Linked DNA regions of Callithrix jacchus: region 2 is linked to region 1. Evidence: chromatin contacts called from public Hi-C data. All regions are on one chromosome and are shown on one strand. The core of a region is the stretch at or near the end of the contact, and the rest is flanking DNA. Distances in the headings are between cores, read along the strand shown. Region 1 overlaps LOC144577454 (a long non-coding RNA gene). Region 2 overlaps EFCAB11 (EF-hand calcium binding domain 11).

The links. Hi-C and Micro-C count contacts between places; a contact is called where the count stands out from the background.
Region 2: a contact with region 1 is called in a Hi-C map of induced pluripotent stem cells, with 3 times the contacts expected there. The contact joins two enhancer-like sites. A contact is called at or near these places in 2 of 3 Hi-C or Micro-C datasets (induced pluripotent stem cells and skeletal muscle).

What each region holds. Positions count from the first base shown.
Region 1 is chr8:123,893,996-123,898,141 of calJac240_pri, forward strand. It overlaps LOC144577454 (a long non-coding RNA gene), which reads right to left. Exons shown (of 2, transcript XR_013521460.1): 2 at 1-4,146. Among named protein-coding and RNA genes, the nearest start is that of TTC8, 200 kb to the left of the region's middle. Within about 2 kb of position 2,311, at least 3 of the 16 cell types and tissues checked have an H3K27ac peak or open chromatin away from gene starts, as enhancers often do.
Region 2 is chr8:124,799,616-124,803,594 of calJac240_pri, forward strand. All of the region lies in intron 5 of EFCAB11 (EF-hand calcium binding domain 11), which reads right to left. Among named protein-coding and RNA genes, the nearest start is that of EFCAB11, 47 kb to the right of the region's middle. Within about 2 kb of position 2,691, at least 2 of the 16 cell types and tissues checked have an H3K27ac peak or open chromatin away from gene starts, as enhancers often do.

The DNA of each region.
Region 1 (4,146 bases), core at 1,061-3,560:
GAAGTCTCCCTAAGAAACCATCAGGTATGTACAGAAGGCACTATGCTCAAAGAAGCTCACTGCAGAACAGTTCACAATAGTGAAAAAAGTGTGAAAACCCTCTTCCGGTCATCTTATTGCCAATTAATAAACCTCCCAACCGTAGTGGCTTAAATCAACAGTAATTGCTTATTCCATTCATGAATCTTCAATGTGGGCAGAGCTAGGCAAGGACAGCTCACCTCTGTTCCATACAGCATTGACTGGAGTGGCTGAAAAGCTGGGGACTAGAATTGTCTGGGGACGCACTTGCTCCCATATCTGGGGATTGATGCTGGCCCTCGGCTAGGACCTGAGCCGGGACTGTTACCAAAGCACCTACACGTGACTGCTTCATGTGGCTGCTTGGCTTCCTCACAGCATGGTGGCTGCGTTCCAGGAGCAAGTGTCCCAAGACAGCAAGGAAGATGCACACGGGATTTTTAGGATCCAGCATTTTTATGATCTCATCATCACTCTGCCACAATCAACTGATCACAAACGCTTACCCAGGTTCAAGGAGAGAGGATATAGAAGTCAGCCCAGACCCACCCAGGTTTGAGGGGTGTCACACCATGTGAAATGTGATGTATTGTGGTGGCCACTTTTGAAACATACAGTCTGCCACAGAACCTAACTGTTCATGCTATAGGACATGTAAATACACAAAATTTTGGTTTCCTTGCTTTTGTTGTTTTAAGAGCTGTAAAACGGTGGACATCTTTTCTCAAAACATAAGCATATTTCCATGCAGAATAAAAAGAATGAAGTGTTTAGGAGGAAGGAACTTTACACTGGTCTCTATGTATCTTTGTATGATGAAATGATATTACTTCTAGGCACAGACAACTTCTTCCTCCCTTAGAGAACTCTCAGGAACAGGAACAAAAGGGAGTTACTTTTTACGTTTCTTTTTTCTTTCTGTTGAACAGTGTGAAGAAAATCTCCTAGGACTACAAAAGAAGATGCAAAAAGCGGCATCTCCTTGAGGGTACATCTTCCTTCTCTCTGCACTCCAGAAAACCCGGAGAGGCTCTGGATGTCTTGTCTTCATCAGGAACATAGTGGCTGAAGGGGCCTCTGGAGCCTGGATGGTTGGGTGTGACTCCCGGCTCTGCCACTGACTCTCTGTGCTTCCTTAACTTCCCTGTGCTTCAATTTCCTTATATGGACAACGAGTCTAATGTTACCACATAGGATATTTTTGTAAACACTAAATTTGTTCATCTTGAATTCTGCTTAGACTCGATGAGTGCTTTTAAAGTCATCTGCTGTTATTAGTAATCACAAGAGAGCTGATTCAGAAAGTTGGAAGTAACTTGCACCAGATTAAGTGGATTTAATCACAAACATTATCCCCCTGGGCAACCCCAGCATCCTCCCAACCCGCAGGATAATTAAAGTGGGGCTCTCGATGGAAATCTCTCCTGACTCTCTTCCTCCATGTGAGAGTTGAAATTGTCAAGATGGAAGGCTGCAGGAAGGGGACGTGCGTCACAGACAGGCAGCAGGAACATTCCTGCGTTCCTATTTTACAGATAGGGATGCGGCCTGGAGCTCCTGCCTGGGCGCGGTGGCCACAGGGCTCAGTGGGAAGTCCCATGCTCCGGTCAGATGTCAGTTCTCTTCCCAAATCCCCAGTTTTCCCCGACTCCGCTCAATAAAAGCCTCTCCCGCTCGCCCCGGGAAAGGCTGGGGGTGGAGAAGCAATAGGGACCCGAAGGCTGTGTCTCCTCCAACGTGATAAGCTTGGGAGATAGACTTGGCTTCCCGTCTGTTACTTACTATCCCGTGACCTTAGCAAATTAGTCTCTTCTGCCTCATTTTACTCCGCTCTAAATTGTCAAATGTCTGTAAGGTTCTTTTCTGAGGGCGTCAGCGCAGTGCCAGACCCAGGGTGAGCCTCAGTGAGCAAGAGCCCGCGGTGGGCTTGGCGAAGAGGCGCGTCCTCGCAGTAATAGGGATGCAGAGACGTAGCTGAATTCTTCCTTCTTCCAGCGCCCCTGAACTCCCGGCACGGCGCTGGGAAACTCACACGTCTGGAGTGTGTCCGTGCTGCTCTCCAGGGGGTGATTCCTGGAATCGCGACCTGGGGACCTGGGGACCCGAGGCCGCCCTGGGACCTGAGACGCAGTCGTTGTCCAAAGGCGAGGCCCGGGTCCAGGAGTTTGGGGAGCTCCCTGCTGACTGTCCCTTTATCCACGTTCGTCTGGGCACCCTCCTCGGGCACTGTCCATGTTTCCTCCTGCACCTGCCGGATCTAAGTGTAGACGCAGAACCCACACCTTGGGATTGGGCAATACTACGGGTGGGCGGGGAGGGCCTGGTCCCGCCGAGGTGCCCTCGGCCCCGCCCTACACTGAGCGCAGGAGGCACCGCCTCCGCTCCGTCCATTCCTTGCTGTGACCCTGAGCCCCGCCGGGGGACGCGGGGAGTGCAAGAAAATCTTGAGGTGGTTCGGGGAACTGGACCAGATGCCCTCCTGCACCGCCCCGGCCCCCGGGAAATCGCTCCCAGGCTCCGCGTCGTAGGACGGGCAGCGGGGCAGAGGCGCGGCGCTTTGATGTCGCGCAGCCACACGGTGGCGCTGCCGCACCGCCCGCTGGCGGAGGCTGGGGACTGGGGGTGCCCAGGGTCGGGTGGAGCCGGGATGCGTGCACTCCCCCGCCACGCCCGGGGCTCATCCTAGAACTCGGGCGCCCGCAGGGTCACGAGGCCAAGTGTAGATCATTCCCCTCCCCACCGGCACCCGTGCCTGCTGTACGCCGCGCTGACAAGGACCCTGAACGCGCACATGAGCTCCTTAGGGAAACTGAGGCCGAAGAATTGGGAACCCTGCATTTAGTCAGCTCTCCCGTCCGTAAGAAGAAAGGGGCACGACTAAGGGGAAGGGAGGGAGCGCAGGAATTCATTCCCAGGAGGTCCCAGTCGCCGCCACGACACCGGGCAGGTCCGAGGTAACCCGTTCTGCATGCGAGGAAATGAGGCTCGATACTGGCGGAGACCACACTGTTGAGAGGCGGTGTTCAGCCCCAGGGCTGTGTGCCCCAGCTTTGCAAAGTAGTCACAGCCTCCATCTCCGTGCTGCTCACACTCCTTAAGGGTTTTTGACAGTGACCTACAGTAGGTTGTCTGTTTAAATCCACGCGCGCGCGTGCGCACACACACACACACACACACACATATCTATACAGAACTGACAATGACACTTAACCTTAATTAGTGTGATGCATTCTGTTTTCTTCTTTGATTCTGTGCTATGTCTTTTCTACCTTTCTTTCAGTGCTGGGTGTGATCTGTTAAGACAATCTTACTACTCACTAGTGGGTTCCTAGTGGCAGTTTGACCAACAACTTCATAGATGCTGGCTGGGCTCTTCAAGTGGATGGAAAGCTGTCTGTGTAAGAAGACACAATCAAGACCAGATGAAGGTGGGGAGACTGATTCCCCATGGATCGCCTCAGCATGTGCTGAAAGGCAGATTCTGACTCAGTGGGCCTGACTCTGGCATTTCCCACAAGCTCCCTGTGAGGCCTACCACTCCACACTGGGAGTGACCAAGTCTCCATCACGTGTGTTACCATGAAAGCAATTCTGAGACCAGTTCTGCCATACATGCAATGGCTATTAATAAGCAGACACAAAAACTAGATCAGCCTGTTCTTGTGGTTCTGAGGCAGAGTGCCTGAAATCCATTCCTCCCCTCCACACCTGCCACCACCGCCCCCCTGCAAATCCCCCTCTTTCATGTCATGGTGATAGAATTTAGGGTGGATGCTGTTGAGTCAGGGACCTCACTTCCTTCTTCCACCCAGGGTGGATCTCTAATGAAGTTTGAGTCAATGGGATGTGAGCAGAAGAGATATATGCAAATCCCAGGCGATCTCCTGGGAGGTAGCCCAGCTTACTTGACTTAAAAGATAACTTAAAACTTGTACTCAAACTTAAAATACAAGCTGAGTGCTCCAGAGTTTCTTTCTTTTCCCTTCCCACAAGTAGGAAAATGCCCACAATTCAGATATGACCCTGCAGACAAGGGCAATGGTCTAAAGCAACAAGCTGGAAGGAACCTGGATCCCTGAATCACTGCATGGAGCAGAGCTGCTCCATCAACCAGGATCTCTCACC
Region 2 (3,979 bases), core at 1,441-3,940, 910 kb after region 1:
GGTTGTGAAATGTGTTTCTTTACCCTGGAAAACTGAAAACAAAATATTGTGTGTGACTTAATGATAATTTGCAGCATGCTAAAAATCCCTTTGAGATGAAAGATTTTGTTTTGCTTTGTTTGGGGAATATGAAAATAAGATTAAAGAGTATAACATTTTACTGTAATGTTGTAGCCAGGAGGGAAACATTACCAATGGGAGAATTGAGGGAAGGAAAATCCCAAATCATTCTGGGAATTTAACATTATTAGTATACTGGACAGTGAAACAAGTATTTATCATGTACGTAGTAGGTGCTTAATGAACTTTTGTGAAACAATGTTCAATGAAACTAATAAAACTAACTTATTTTATTTTCTTCTCTATTTCTTACCATTAGATCATGGTACAATCAATTATAATATTCTTTAAAGAGTAAGTAAACAAATGTTTAGAAAGAGAGAATTGTGGCAGACAGGCCGGCTCAAGCCTGTAATCCCAGCACTTTGGGAGGCCAAGGTGGGCGGATCACGAGGTCAAGAGATCGAGACCATCCTGGCCAACATGGCGAAACCCTGTCTCTACTAAAAATACAAAAATTAGCTGGGCATGGTGGTGCACACCTGTAGTTCCAGCTACTCAGAAGGCTGAGGCAGGAGAATCACTTGAACCTGGGAGGTGGAGGTTGCAGTGAGCCAAGATCACGCCACTGCACTCCAGCCTGGGTGATACAGTGGGACTGTGTCTCAAAAAAATAAAAAAAATAAAATAAAAAATAAAAAGAAAGAAAGAATCAAGGTATTTTAAAGCTAGAAGTCCTTCTGAAGTAGAAACTGAAGTCCAGGGAGGTTAACAGACTTGCATACCTCAGTTTCCCATGACTATGATATCCAAACTTTAAAGAACTGACCAACAGCCCCCTGTATATCCCACCACCCCATGATGGAGAAGAAAGACTTATAGAGAAACTCAAGTCGGTCAATTCTGTGATTTGTTTGAAGGTCTAACAAAAGGGTGAGATGAGCAGATGAATTCTGAGAAATGCAGACTTCAATTATTTAAGCCATAAATGTTTCCTATTATATGATGTTTAAACAGTTCATGACAGTCTGAAATACAGATGTTTTTGGCCATTAACACAGTCACATTTTATAGTATTGCAGTATGAGGTTTTTGATATTTTTATCAAAAGACTGTATGACCAAATTGCCAGAAATCAGGGATTTTATAAAAAGAATGCACAATTCAGCTAAAGCGTTTTCATATATTCCCAACCTTGAGGCTATGAAAAGGGTTATGGCCATAGATTATATAGCTCTATGTTTTACTATGAAAATTTATATACTGTCTAGATCTTTATTCTATTGAAATTGAACTGGAAAGGCCCTTAACTAAAATGGTTCCTTCAAAATCTACAGACTGTAATAGATCTGATTGATAAAGAGATTCAAAATCCCTTTCTAAAGGTACACCTGTGGGGAGACAGAAAAAGGAAAGGCAAAGACCCTCCTTTACACGGTGGCTGGATCTACTTGTGTTTCCAATCTGGAGTCAGACTGTCTGGTTAAAGCCAAATTCCAGCAGTTAACGGGGTCTTAGCTAAGTCACTCAGCTGCTTTGTACCTGTTGCCTCATCAGTAAAATGGGAATAATCACAGTAGCCACCTCATGGGGTCATTGTGAGGATCAAATGAATTCATGCAAGTAACACATTTAGAACAGGGCTTGGCACACAGTGAGCACTAGATATCAGTGAGCTATTTTTATCTCTCCCTCACATCTACTCACTCACTGGAACAGCCCCCCAGCTGGGCAGGATGTGATACCACCGTCATCTCTCAATTATTCATAGTGAAGAGGAGGGGTGGACCTTTCAAGATTAATACCCATTTAGCTGCTGTCAAATATTCCTGAAGTCAAAAACGTTTTATGTTCTCCCATTCTCCCTAGGGTTAAGTCTAGACACCGTAATAACAACATGAATACGTAGTGAGAGCGAATTATGGGCCAGGCACAGTGTTTCTATAGGCATTTGCTCACTTAATCCTCCAAACAACTCTGATGTATGTTCTCTTAACACCTGTAGTTTATAAATGAAGAAACTGAGGCACAGAGAAGTAACTTGCTCTGGAAATCCAAAATCTCAAACTTTCTGAGCACCAATATGACAACACAAGTGGAAAATTCCACACATAGGTACTTAAGACAAACTTTCTGTGTACAAAATTATGAAAGATATTGTATAAAATTACTTTCAGGCTTTGTGTGTAAGGTATGTATGAAACAAATGAATTTTGTATTTAGACTTGGGTCTCATTCTTATGACATCTCATTATGCATATGCAAATGTTCCAAATTCTGAAAAAATAAAAAATTTGTAACATTTCTGGTCCCAAGCACTTTGGATAAGAGATACTCAACCTGCAGGCTAGTTCCCCTCACCTTACCTCAATCCATCTTATCCAATGTATTGTTCTATATAGGTATACAATGGAGATCAATGGTGAAGTATCTAGGATACTCAACTACGAGTGGGAAAGAGAGGGCTAGGGGGATTTCCTCAGCAGCAGGTTTTTCCAGACTGGCTGAGCAGAAAGGACCAACCGTGTAAATGGCAATGAATTTCAGGGGTCAAAGGAGATCACTGAACTCAGGCTATATCTAAGCTGGCGCCTAAATCCCAGGGGAGCCAAGATAGTGCACAAAACAACAGACTCTCTGGCCAACAGTAAAACCAGGATCTAGTTGGTGCTTCAGATGACACATTTAGTGTAGAGCAAGAGCCAGCCCAAAGCAAGGGAGAAGATACAGTCCCAGCCTCTAAGGCAGGAAGCTAGAGAAAGGGAGCTGATGTTTGAGATTAGCCCTTATGCTAATCAGAAAAACACATGCTGGGCTGCACAAGCCCAGCGGGGCTCAAGAGAAGGTTAAGTTGGGAAAGTGGTCCCTAGGATCAGCCCAAATAGAGGCTCTTCTGGCCACAATTTAATCCATTCTCCACACTACACTATGAGAGATCATGTAAACTATAAGTCTGATCACATCGGCTAGGCATGGGACTCACATCTGAAGTCCCAGCACTTTGGAGGCCAAGGTGGGCCGGATCATCGGAGGACAGGAGTTTGAGACGAGCCTGGCCAACATGGTAAAACTCCCTCTCTATTAAAAGTACAAAAAATTAGCCAGGTGTGGTGGTGGGTGCCTGTAATCCCAGCTATTTGGGAGGCTGAGGCAGGAGAATCACTTGAACCCAGGAGGTTGCAGTGAGCTGAGATCCTGCCATTGCACTCCAGCCTGGGCAACAGGCCTACATATAACATTTCGATGGCTTCCTGATATCCTCAGGATAAAGCCTGAACTCTTCGACAAAGCTTACAAGACCCTTATCATCTGGCCCAGTCTATCTCTCCAGTCTTCTGACTCTGCATTCATCCTTCTGGTTCAATCCACTCATCAAAAAAAGAAAAAATAGGTATATTTGATAGTAGGCTAATCATGTGTAATAACTCTCAGTTATTCATGTTCTCCCACTGACCTCTGCAGATGCTTACTGTCCAGAATATGCCTTGCCTGGCTGAGGCAAAGTCTATGCAGGCCATCACTTCCTCTGAAGTCAGCCTTGGTGCCTCCTCCCCAGTCTGCATTAAGCATTCTTCTTGTCCATAGCATTTTGTAGTCATCTTTCAGGATTAACCATCTTGGATTCTAACCACCTATATCCTCAACTAGACTCTAAGCTCCTAGAGGGCAGAGCTGTGTCTATCTTGTTCATTTTCATATAATCCCAGTGTCTGCAATGCAGAAGATTCTAACAAATATTCGTTCGCAAAACAAAGAAAGATACAAGCCTGAGAATAAAAGAGCAAGGGCAAAGATCTCTCTTACAGTGATTAGGGGACAAAAAGAAGGCAAGAGTGCATGGTGGCCACATTGAGTGTGAGGTGAAGGCCACACATACAATCAGAGGTCTCGAGAGGATTTAAAATATCTAGTGGCTGGT